Linked DNA regions of Zea mays: region 2 is linked to region 1. Evidence: chromatin contacts called from public Hi-C data. All regions are on one chromosome and are shown on one strand. The core of a region is the stretch at or near the end of the contact, and the rest is flanking DNA. Distances in the headings are between cores, read along the strand shown. Region 1 holds the start of LOC100274518. Region 2 has its middle 62 kb from the start of LOC100276296.

The links. A called contact is a pair of places that touch in the nucleus more often than the background predicts.
Region 2: a Hi-C map of ear shows a contact between it and region 1, with 2.2 times the contacts expected there. The contact joins the enhancer-like site here to the promoter of LOC100274518 in region 1. A contact is called at or near these places in 3 of 25 Hi-C or Micro-C datasets (ear, leaf and tassel).

The regions. Positions count from the first base shown.
Region 1 is chr6:39,530,902-39,535,758 of Zm-B73-REFERENCE-NAM-5.0, forward strand. It overlaps LOC100274518, which reads right to left and starts at 2,565. Exons shown (of 4, transcript NM_001148875.1): 1 at 2,203-2,565; 2 at 1,906-2,122; 3 at 1,607-1,819; 4 at 947-1,505. The coding sequence starts at 2,489. The coding sequence ends at 1,245. It overlaps LOC109940351 (a long non-coding RNA gene), which reads left to right. Exons shown (of 2, transcript XR_002263153.1): 2 at 1-464.
Region 2 is chr6:39,640,681-39,645,537 of Zm-B73-REFERENCE-NAM-5.0, forward strand. No RefSeq gene overlaps it. Among protein-coding and RNA genes, the nearest start is that of LOC100276296, 62 kb to the right of the region's middle. Within about 2 kb of position 2,956, at least 18 of the 20 cell types and tissues checked have an H3K27ac peak or open chromatin away from gene starts, as enhancers often do. A contact at or near this core is called in ear, leaf and tassel, where this site is marked.

The DNA.
Region 1 (4,857 bases), core at 1,315-3,814:
CGGATGGCGGGTTTTGCTGAGTTTGGGCCTCAAAACTCAGCGGCAGAGGTTTTAGAGGGAACTGGTGGTGACACGTGGCGTGATCGCGGAGGGTGCGTAAAGGCGAAGCGACTCCATGTGAAGGATGTGGCCCTCGAATCGAAAACCTAGGAGTTGGTCCATTTCGTGCCCGGTGGAGTGGATAGGCTCTATGTAAATAGCAGTAGTTTAGGAAATGACAATAACCCTCTATAAATAGAGAGAATGGCTAGTTCGTCTAGCATCTCTTGAGTGCTATTTGTTTAGAGCACTCATTCTAGAGCTCTTAGTTTTCTCTCTAGGTAGACTCCAGTTGAGCCGAGAGGTCCACAACGATTTTGTACTTGGACTGTGTTCTTGATCTTCAAGTTTAATCAGAGGAAGGGTTGTCAGTCCGGCCCATAACGTTCTTTGGCTTCAATCTCAGTTTTGTATACTTGCTGAAATCTGAAGTCTTGTGTTCTTGGTTTCTCCCTTTCCCTTCTCCGGCAAAGAAGGCGAGAGTATGGTAGTGATGAAGCCCGAAAGCCCAGCCCGAAGCCCGTTTTTGTGGACCGGTACGAGCCCGACCCAGTCCGCTTTATATGGGCCCGGGCCGGCCCATCACGAATAAGTGAGCCGAACCCGGACGGGAAACCGAGCCCGTTGGGCTAGCCGGACGCAGCCCGTTAGCACTTGACTAGCTAGGCCCACTTTTTGTACTAAACCGTGCTCTCCAGGCCGCTTTGCCCTCTTTTTGGGCCGTTTTTTCCGTGCTTACCGTGCCGGCTCGACCTGTTTAGTCCCGCAGTAGACCAGATCCGTGCAGCGAAATGAGCCCATGGGCTTGGTAGGCTGGGTCCGGTTTCCTAATCGTGCCTGGCGGGCCGGATCGGACGTCCCGTTTGTACATGTATACATTCCATGCAACCATAAAAACCCGAAATCTGAAACAAAAAAAACCAATATATAAAATGAAATTATCATTAACATAGCGAGTCTTTGATCATTATTGCAAGGCCATTATTTGATCTCCACATATACATAAACACTAACATATAGAGACACGGCACAACCATGAGAGCCGTATATAGGCACAAGAGAGCTTTATTTGACACGAGACAAGACGACGACGATGACCGAATTAAAGGATAGTGAATCGAGCATGATGTAGCAGGTAGCCTACATCAAGTCAAGCCGAACCATAATCCTACAGCTCGTAATACGAGCGAGCTCGGCTCGCTTGTTCACCGAGGCCTGCCTGGCACCACTGGACGTATGTAAACACCGATAGCGTCGACGAGCCTGGTTCCCGCCCGCGCATAGAATCCCGCGATGCTGCTGCCGTTGGGCGCCGTGATGGAGAAACGCGTCCCGTTCTCGACCCCCCAGGGGCCCCAGGTTCTGCTGCTGGTGACGAGCCTGAGCGAGGTCAGCGTAATGGCACCTTCAAATGCGCCGTATGTTCCCGAGACTTCCCTGACATCCTCTGCGTCGCCAAGGTCGATCTGCACGTACGCATGCAGAGTTCGAGTGATGATGGACATGCATTATGCTTCATGAAGAGGTTGATGGATGATACGATGGAGGACTACTGCATGTTGCTCACCGTTCGAACATTGCCGCCAAGTCCACCCCACCGCCCAGCAGTGCGCCTCTGCCCAGCGTCGTCGGTGTAGGTGAACTCGATGGAGTCGACGGCAACGCCAGCGCGGACGGTGATGCTGTGCAGACGCCGTGGTGGCTGCTCTGCCGTGATGTCCTGTGCCGACCCTCCCTGTCCGCCCCATAGTCCGATCTTGGTGACGGAGGAGATGGACTCCTGCATGCAGCAGCTGATTAGTATATTACCAAGAATATATATTCTGCTGTTTCTCTCTCTCTCTCTCTCTCTCTGACATACAGTACCTGCTGCTTGCTAATTGGTTGCTGTGATGCGCCAAACACCGGGCAGAAAACTTCCAGGGCAAGCTCGTCAGAGTTCCCGTCGTTGCTACCGCCGGCAAGGTTTCTTCTCTTCATGACACCGGTGGCCATGGCGAACACCCCGGTTCCGCCGTAGATCGCCCATTCGTCTGACCCATCCGTGACCATTCCGTTGATGACGAGCGTGGAGCCCTTTAGCCTGATTGATGACCAACAGACGATGGTGAATTGAATGAATCAGTATTACAGCTTGCACGTGAATTGAAGATGAACACACACCTGTCGGTTTCGAACACCATGGTGAACAAGGCGTCTGCGTTACCGACCAGGACCGTGACTCCCTGTATGCGAGCCACGAGGCGGGCGTCGGCGCCACGGCCGTCGTACACGGGGCTGTCAGTGACGACTCTCCTGCCCAGCTGGTCGGATGGCCTTCCCGGCACAGTCATCTCCCTGCTGCCAGGACCAGCCCGGCGCATATACAGGGCACGGAAGGTGAGTTTCACGAACTCCGCCGCCACGGGTGCGGCGATGGCCACTACGATGCTCGGAGCAGGGTTCTCCATTGTTTTGCTAGCAGCTACCGTAAACCAGGCTGCTTGTTGTGTGCTGGGATGGGGTGTGGGTGTGGTGGTGTAGCAAATGCCCCCAATGAATAAACAATGCCGGCGGGCAGTACTTATAAAGGACGAGCCGGCCAGTTGCCATAGTTGTACATGGAGCTTGAGTCTGGCCCGAAACCCGTGTTTTTCATCCGGCCCATGCACGGCCTGGCCCGGTAGTTGGTGGGCCTGGGCTGGTACGTCTAGGGAGCAAGTTTTGTCTAGGCCAAAAACTATGCACATGGGTCGGTACGGTACAGCCTGCTCCCGCTAGGGTGCTCTGTTAGCAGCCCGTCCGACCGACCCCCACGCCCTACCTCATATACCCCCATTTCCCACCCACCACTCAGCTCCTCGCCTCCCCTCTCCAATCTCCTAGCTTCTCGTATCACACGTCACTCTATCTCTCTCGTCTACCTGGCTTCACTCTGATCCGACGATTCCACTTTCTTCTTGCCTCGCTGTCGCCTCCGTCTCCGACTCCGTGACCTAGATACGAGGGGCGGGCCTAGCGTAAGTCATGGACACTCAAATGAATACCCAAGATTTTTGTTAAAAATTAAATATATTTAGTGAATCTTATATATGTATATATAAAAAATTAATAATATTTAATAATTGATGTAATCTGATGGGATACAGACGGATATTACTCATTCCATATTTGTCTTCATATTAGTTCTTCAAATTCACATCATATACATATATTATCGAGTTGTTTCAATAGATCGGCATCTTAAATATCAAACTTTGAGTATACACATACATATACAGATCGGACATGGATCAGATACTAAATATCCAAACTCGAATATAGATCGAATATCAGCACTCTTAGGCCTTGTTTGGTTGCATGTGGATCATGCGGGATTGAGAAGGAATAAAACCCTTTCTATTCAGTTTTGACTAGCAATGGATTAATCCACTCCAATCCCATTTAATCCACTTCTAAACGAACGCATCTAAAATCGAATTCATATACGAATAGATAATATTTGTATCATTTACATCCCTAGTATTTAGGCTAAAATCAAAAATATACTAGGACGTCTGGCAGGCTAGTGCCTCAACTCCAATCGACGACTCAACAACACACGCTTTCACGTCATCCTCCAGGCGCGTCGCACGCTTGCACCCTCACCCACTCACCCAGTCGCCCACACCCGGTGGTCACCTGTTGTGTGGTTCCGCTCATTGTCCACCCACCTGGTGGCCGCCTCTCGCTAGTCGTGGCGTTGTGCAACACTCGCCCCCAGCTCGTCGTCCTTGCTCGGTTGTCTCTTATCACTAGTATTTAAACAATTTTACCTAATAATTAGTTATGTGCTCAACTAAATTTGGTTTTGTTTGATATATGCTATAAAACTATTAGTATGTAATATATTACGGTATAATACATAAGACATACCATATATTTAGATTTTATATGGCTATATTTTTACCTCTTAACAATTTCGAATACCATCCTTAAAATCTTGGGCTTGCCACTGCTCGATATAGCACCTAACGGCTACTGACATATAGCTCCCTTCTCCCTGATCCCTCTCCCCTCTCCTCTCCCTGTCTCCTCTCCCCCCTCTCTCTTGGTGAACTATGTGAGTTTTCGAGTTGTCGCCTAGTCTCTCTTCTCCCATTCACAGTCATTTCTAATTGGTGTATCTCGTCTAGGCGGTCGTTGTCTTCTCCGACGCTGGTCCCCGGTTGCATAGATGAATCGTAACCCTAACCCTAGATCCCTCTCTATGGTCCCCAACTTTCTTCATTTTGCGTAGGTATGTTGCCAATGCCTCGTCTTCCTCCTCTAGAGTAGACCGAGAATAGTGATTGTACGCACCATTGAGGAACAAAGCTGGAGATCGATCAAATGTGGTGAAGGTTGCCATGCATGGCAGATGACAAGGATGTCTATCCGCTCACCGGCAATGACGACCTTCACGCGGCAGGGCTTGTCCCTGATGATGAAGACGACATTTGGGGAGACGTTGCTGCCTTGCTCGGCATCGATGCCAGCTCTGCTACGATCGATGTCGACGTCGACGACAGTGGTGGAGGGCCGCGAAGGCAACCGAGAATCTGGTCGGCTCTAGCAGCACCGATGGTGGTACTGGTACATCGGTTGGTAAGCGCAAATCTAGTGTCTTAATTGATTTTGATGAGATCTTTGAGAAAGTGAATGGGTCCAATTTTTGAATTCATGCATGTTGTAGAATGTGTAAGGCTAGATTGTGTGATAGATCTTCTGCTGGCTGGGCATTTGCTTAGGCACTACAAAGCTTGTAGGAAGAAGGTTGATCACGTTGCTAGGGTCTAGTCTCATCTTTTCTGATGGTTC
Region 2 (4,857 bases), core at 1,706-4,205, 110 kb after region 1:
AGGCTTTGCCGAGTGCTTCAGGCACTCGGCAAAGCTGGCGATTTCGGTAGTGCTATCAACTATATCATACTCAGCATCGTGGGCTTTCATATCTCAGCTACTTTAACACGATATGCTCACCAATGTGGCATGACTGAAGCGTGCCTTATGTACGAATCAACAACTATGATATAATAGACGTAGATGAGCCTCTTGAGAATGGGCATCTACGATAAAATAGACATAGATCAATTGTGTCCTTTTTGAGGTTCTTGCAGGGGTGCCGGAGAAACTAGATGCTATCGGATCTTGGTTCTTTTCGCAAGGAGGGCACCACAAAAAGAAATACAGACTAACGAAATGGCCTCTTATTTGTCAACCAAAAGAACTAGGTGGTCTTGGAGTTGCTAATCTTGCCACTAAAAGTAAGTGCTTACTCAACAAATGGCTACTTCTAAGGGAGGATGAAGAGGTTGTATGCACTACTAGAATGTGACCCTTTTGCCGAGTGCCAAATGATTTGTCGAGAGTTTTTTTCGGGCACTCGGCAAAAAGATCTTTGCCAAGTGCCTAAAAAAACACTCGGTAAAAAACACTTGGCAAAGGGTTTCTTTGCCGAGTGTCTGAAATAGGTCGTAACTTATGCTAAATAACGTGAATATCATTTTTGCATTCACTGTTTTTTTCATTTTTCGAGTGACTTGCAGTTCGAATCTGAATTATTCGAGGAAATTCAATTAAACGAATAAAATCTAATAGTCATAGCAAATACTTTTATAATTGTGCCAAAATTAAACATGTAGGTCTACATAGTGAATGAACACACCACAATAAGTTTGGTGTGAAAAAGAAAAAAAATGAAAATATACTTTGCCGAGTATCAAAAATGACACTTGGCAAAATATGGATTTGCCGAGTGTCACCTTGCTAACACTCGACAAAGAAGCTATTTTGCCGAGTGTCAACGCCTGACGCTCGATAAATTTAACGGCTATCAGCTATAGACGGATGCTGATGGCCCTTTGCTGAGTATCGCGTTATGCCGAGTGTCTCACTCTTGGTAAACGTGATCGTTGCCAAAAAAAATCTTATTTCATCGAAAGTATCGCGTTATGCTGGCCGCACACCTACTAGATTTTGCTCTCTCTCCCACGCGGGAACGCATGTGCGGCTATGGCTGGTGACTTCAATGAGCCGGATTGCTGCCAGAATCTCCGGCTTTAATTTCGAGTCCCTTCGCTGTCGACGGTGAGAAGAAAACAAGAAGCGTACCACAGCCTTACCGATCCTCCATGGCATGCACAAGGAAAAGAACAAATTAACCAACAAGCGAGAACACGTGAACTGCGAAGATGGTGATCCCCCCAGCGAAAATGACCACACAACAACGCGAGACATGCTGCATGCATGCATGCATTATTGGATTAGACATGGCCGCACCAGAGAACAAGCTAGCAGCAGAAACAATTATCATCCATCATGCACCCAGTGTCCTGCTGGTTCCGGCATCTTTGTCGGCTGCGGCAAAAAGCATGAAGCTAGTCACCAGGACAAAAAAGATGGAACCCACCAACAAAAGCAATAACACGTGAACACTGCAAAGAAAGTGATCACTCGTAGAAGCTAGTAGTCACCATGAGCGGCGTCACCCGGAACGCATCGACGTCAATAATCACAATCGATCACGCACTATTGTTCGATAGACAACAAAGAAATTAATAATCGTATAGCATTTACTGTATGTCTGGTTATTAGGGATTCAGTTATTATCATGTTAATCTAAAAAAGTTTTAGAAAAATGTGGCGGTATGTATGTATAATACTTCTAGTCTCGATATCACTACATTAATTCGATAAATTTCGGTCGGTTCTTCGAGGATCGAGAACCGACGGGAATAGGAATTACGTTAAAAACCGACATGAATATAATTAGCCTAATTCCCGTCGGCATTGTACCCGTCGGGAATTTTTAGACTTGATTTGCTTAACTTCTGTCAGCCATGTTAATGAGATTTATTTAATCCACGGTAGCCCTGCTAATGGGTTAAAACCCACCCCAACCCATCATAACCGATGAGCCGTGTTTTCTTCAACCCAACCCAATAATTCAACTAAATAACCGACCTCAAACCTATATAGCTAGCGGGTAAAACCCATTACCTAGCTAGATCCGTAGAAAATTCATGTTCACTACTAGCTAGAGTAGATTCGCTGCTGTGTTCGGACTTTAAAATTTTCACAAAATCAATTAGTTTTATTGGAAGCGAGTAAGAATGATAATATATACTAATTTATGTGTAACGGTGTAGCTTAGTTCGTCATCTTAGTTGCTAAAATATAATATTTATGAAGTGCTTGCGATAGATAGATAGATAGGTGTAGTCTTGACCAGAGTGGTTGATTTGGTGACAAGGAGATCACGGAGGGATTGGAGAAGATTGAGAGGGAAATGAACTAATTTCCGCCTCAATTCCCTCATCCCCTCGTAATCCCGCCTCCATGCATGTTTAAGCTTAAAAACTATTTATTCTTTTGTAATGCGCCATCTAGAGATCTTAATTAACACGTAGAGGATACCACCTACTCGGCTATCTGTGTTGGTGCAATAAATTAATAGGTGTCCGCCTAGATTTTTCTTTCTCTCCCACGCGCGAACGCCAGCGCGTGAAGTGTGTGTGCTGCCGGAATCTCGCCGGCTTCTGATCTAGTCCCTCCGCTGTCGACGGTGAGAAGAAAACAAGGGAAAGCACAAGCGGACACGTGAACTGCGATGATGGTGACATCCAATGAAAATGACCACACACAACGCGAGACATGCTGCGTGCATGCATTGCATTATTGGATATTATTATAGACTGCTGCAGGGGCCGCACCAGAGAACAAGAAACAGTATCATTCATCACCCTGCAGTGTCCTCAAGAATCAAGCAACAGTGGACAGTGGACACGTACGACACCGTCACGAGGTTGCCAGCATGGGACATAAGACAGGAGTACGTCCCAGAGTGGCACTACAGTACTATGCAGGTCTACTGCATGTGTAGTGTTAGGGCAGTCCCGGTACTGCAGCATAGTAAACCACCCAAGTAGTTTTTATATTTATATATATACGTGGTAACGTAGACACCACACATAAAAAACTACCATATTTTATCTAACTCTCTCACGTTGCATCGTCATTTTATGTCTTCGTTCTATATAGAGACACGTTTTCTTATTAAAAATTCTATGTTTCTTTCCTTTCGTTCAAACTTCGTATAATAAATTTACTTATTAGTTGACAGAATGTACAGCGGTCAACGGAAATCAAAATCATCTTAGCACTACCGGAATTTGGCTCTTTGCCGAGTGCCATATTCTTTGCCGAGTGCCACACAAAAAACTCTCGGTAAAAGAAAACACTCGGCGAAGAAGCTCTTTGCCGAGTGTCTTTTTTTGACACTCGGCAAAGGGCTCTTTGTCGAGTGTCACAAATACAACACTCGGCAAAGAGCTCTTTGCCGAGTGTTTTTTCTTCAACACTAGGCAAAGACAATTTAAAAATCACATTTTAAAGTAGTAAATTAATTCAAATGAAAAAGTTTTCAACTACAAATTTGTATAACTCATCATGATGTACAATTTATATATTGAACATTTCTTCATATGACAAAATAAAAATAAATTTGTTCATAAAACCTATATCTCTCTCGTAGTTTATGAAACTACGAGAGAGACGTATAGAATTTGTGCATATTGTTAGAACCATAATCTGAGATAAACAAATTACCAAACAACCAAAATAAACTTTGTAGATCTTGAGAAGTTTTAGAAGTTTATAGTTGACAACTTTTTCATTTGAAGTCATATTGTCAACGAAAACTACGTCTGAATTTAAAAAATTTAAAATTTGAATTTTGAAAACGACTTCGAAAGGAAAAACCACCAACATGAAAGTTGTAGGTATTGAAGAGTTATGAAACTTTGTAGTTGACAATGTTTTAGTTTGAAATCATCTTGTTATGCAAAACTATGTTTGAATTTTGAAATTTAAATTTTTCAAACTGTCTCGGATGGAAAAACCACCAAAATAAAAGTTGTAGGTCTTGAAATGTAATGAAACTTTGTAGTTGACAATTTTTTGATTTGAAATCATCTTATCATTGAAAATTTCGTGTGAAGTTTTTAAATTTAAAATTCAAATTTTATAAACGGTCTCAGATGTAGAAACTATTAAAATAAAACTTTTAGATCTCAAAAAGTTATGCAACTTTATAGTTGGTCACATTTTCAAATGAACTCATTTAGTGTCTTAAATAATCAAATTACTCTCGATTTATTATAGTACATGGGGAATGGAAACGTAATATAAACATAATTGGTGTAGTAGTGTAGTGGTATAGGAGGGTATGCGCGAGAGAGAGGTTGTGAGTTCGAATCTCACCATTTACAAAACATATAAGTTTGATTCAAAATAATAGTGAAAAATGATTGGGCAATGGGTAAGGTAATAGGGTAGGGTTGGAGAGTTGTTCCTAGAATTTAAAAAATGTTTTGCTGTTTTTTTTTAATTTTTTCGATTCTTAATTTGCCGAGTGTTTTTCTTTGCCGAGTGCTTTTTGACACTCGGCAAAGTCTTTGTCGAGTGTCCGAAAAAAAGCACTCGGCAAAGAACCCTTTGCCGATGAAATCTTTCCGAGTGTTCTTTGCCGAGTGTTACACTCGGCAAAGCCTTTGCCGAGTGTAAAATAGCCTTTGCCGAGTGTGCCGAGTGTCTTAGACACTCGGCAAAGAACGCGATTCCGGTAGTGTAGGACATGGACAACCTCGAGGTCAACGGAAATCAAAATTCTATGTTTTTTTCAATTATTTAATATGAGGTCTCTTAAGCTAGTGGTCC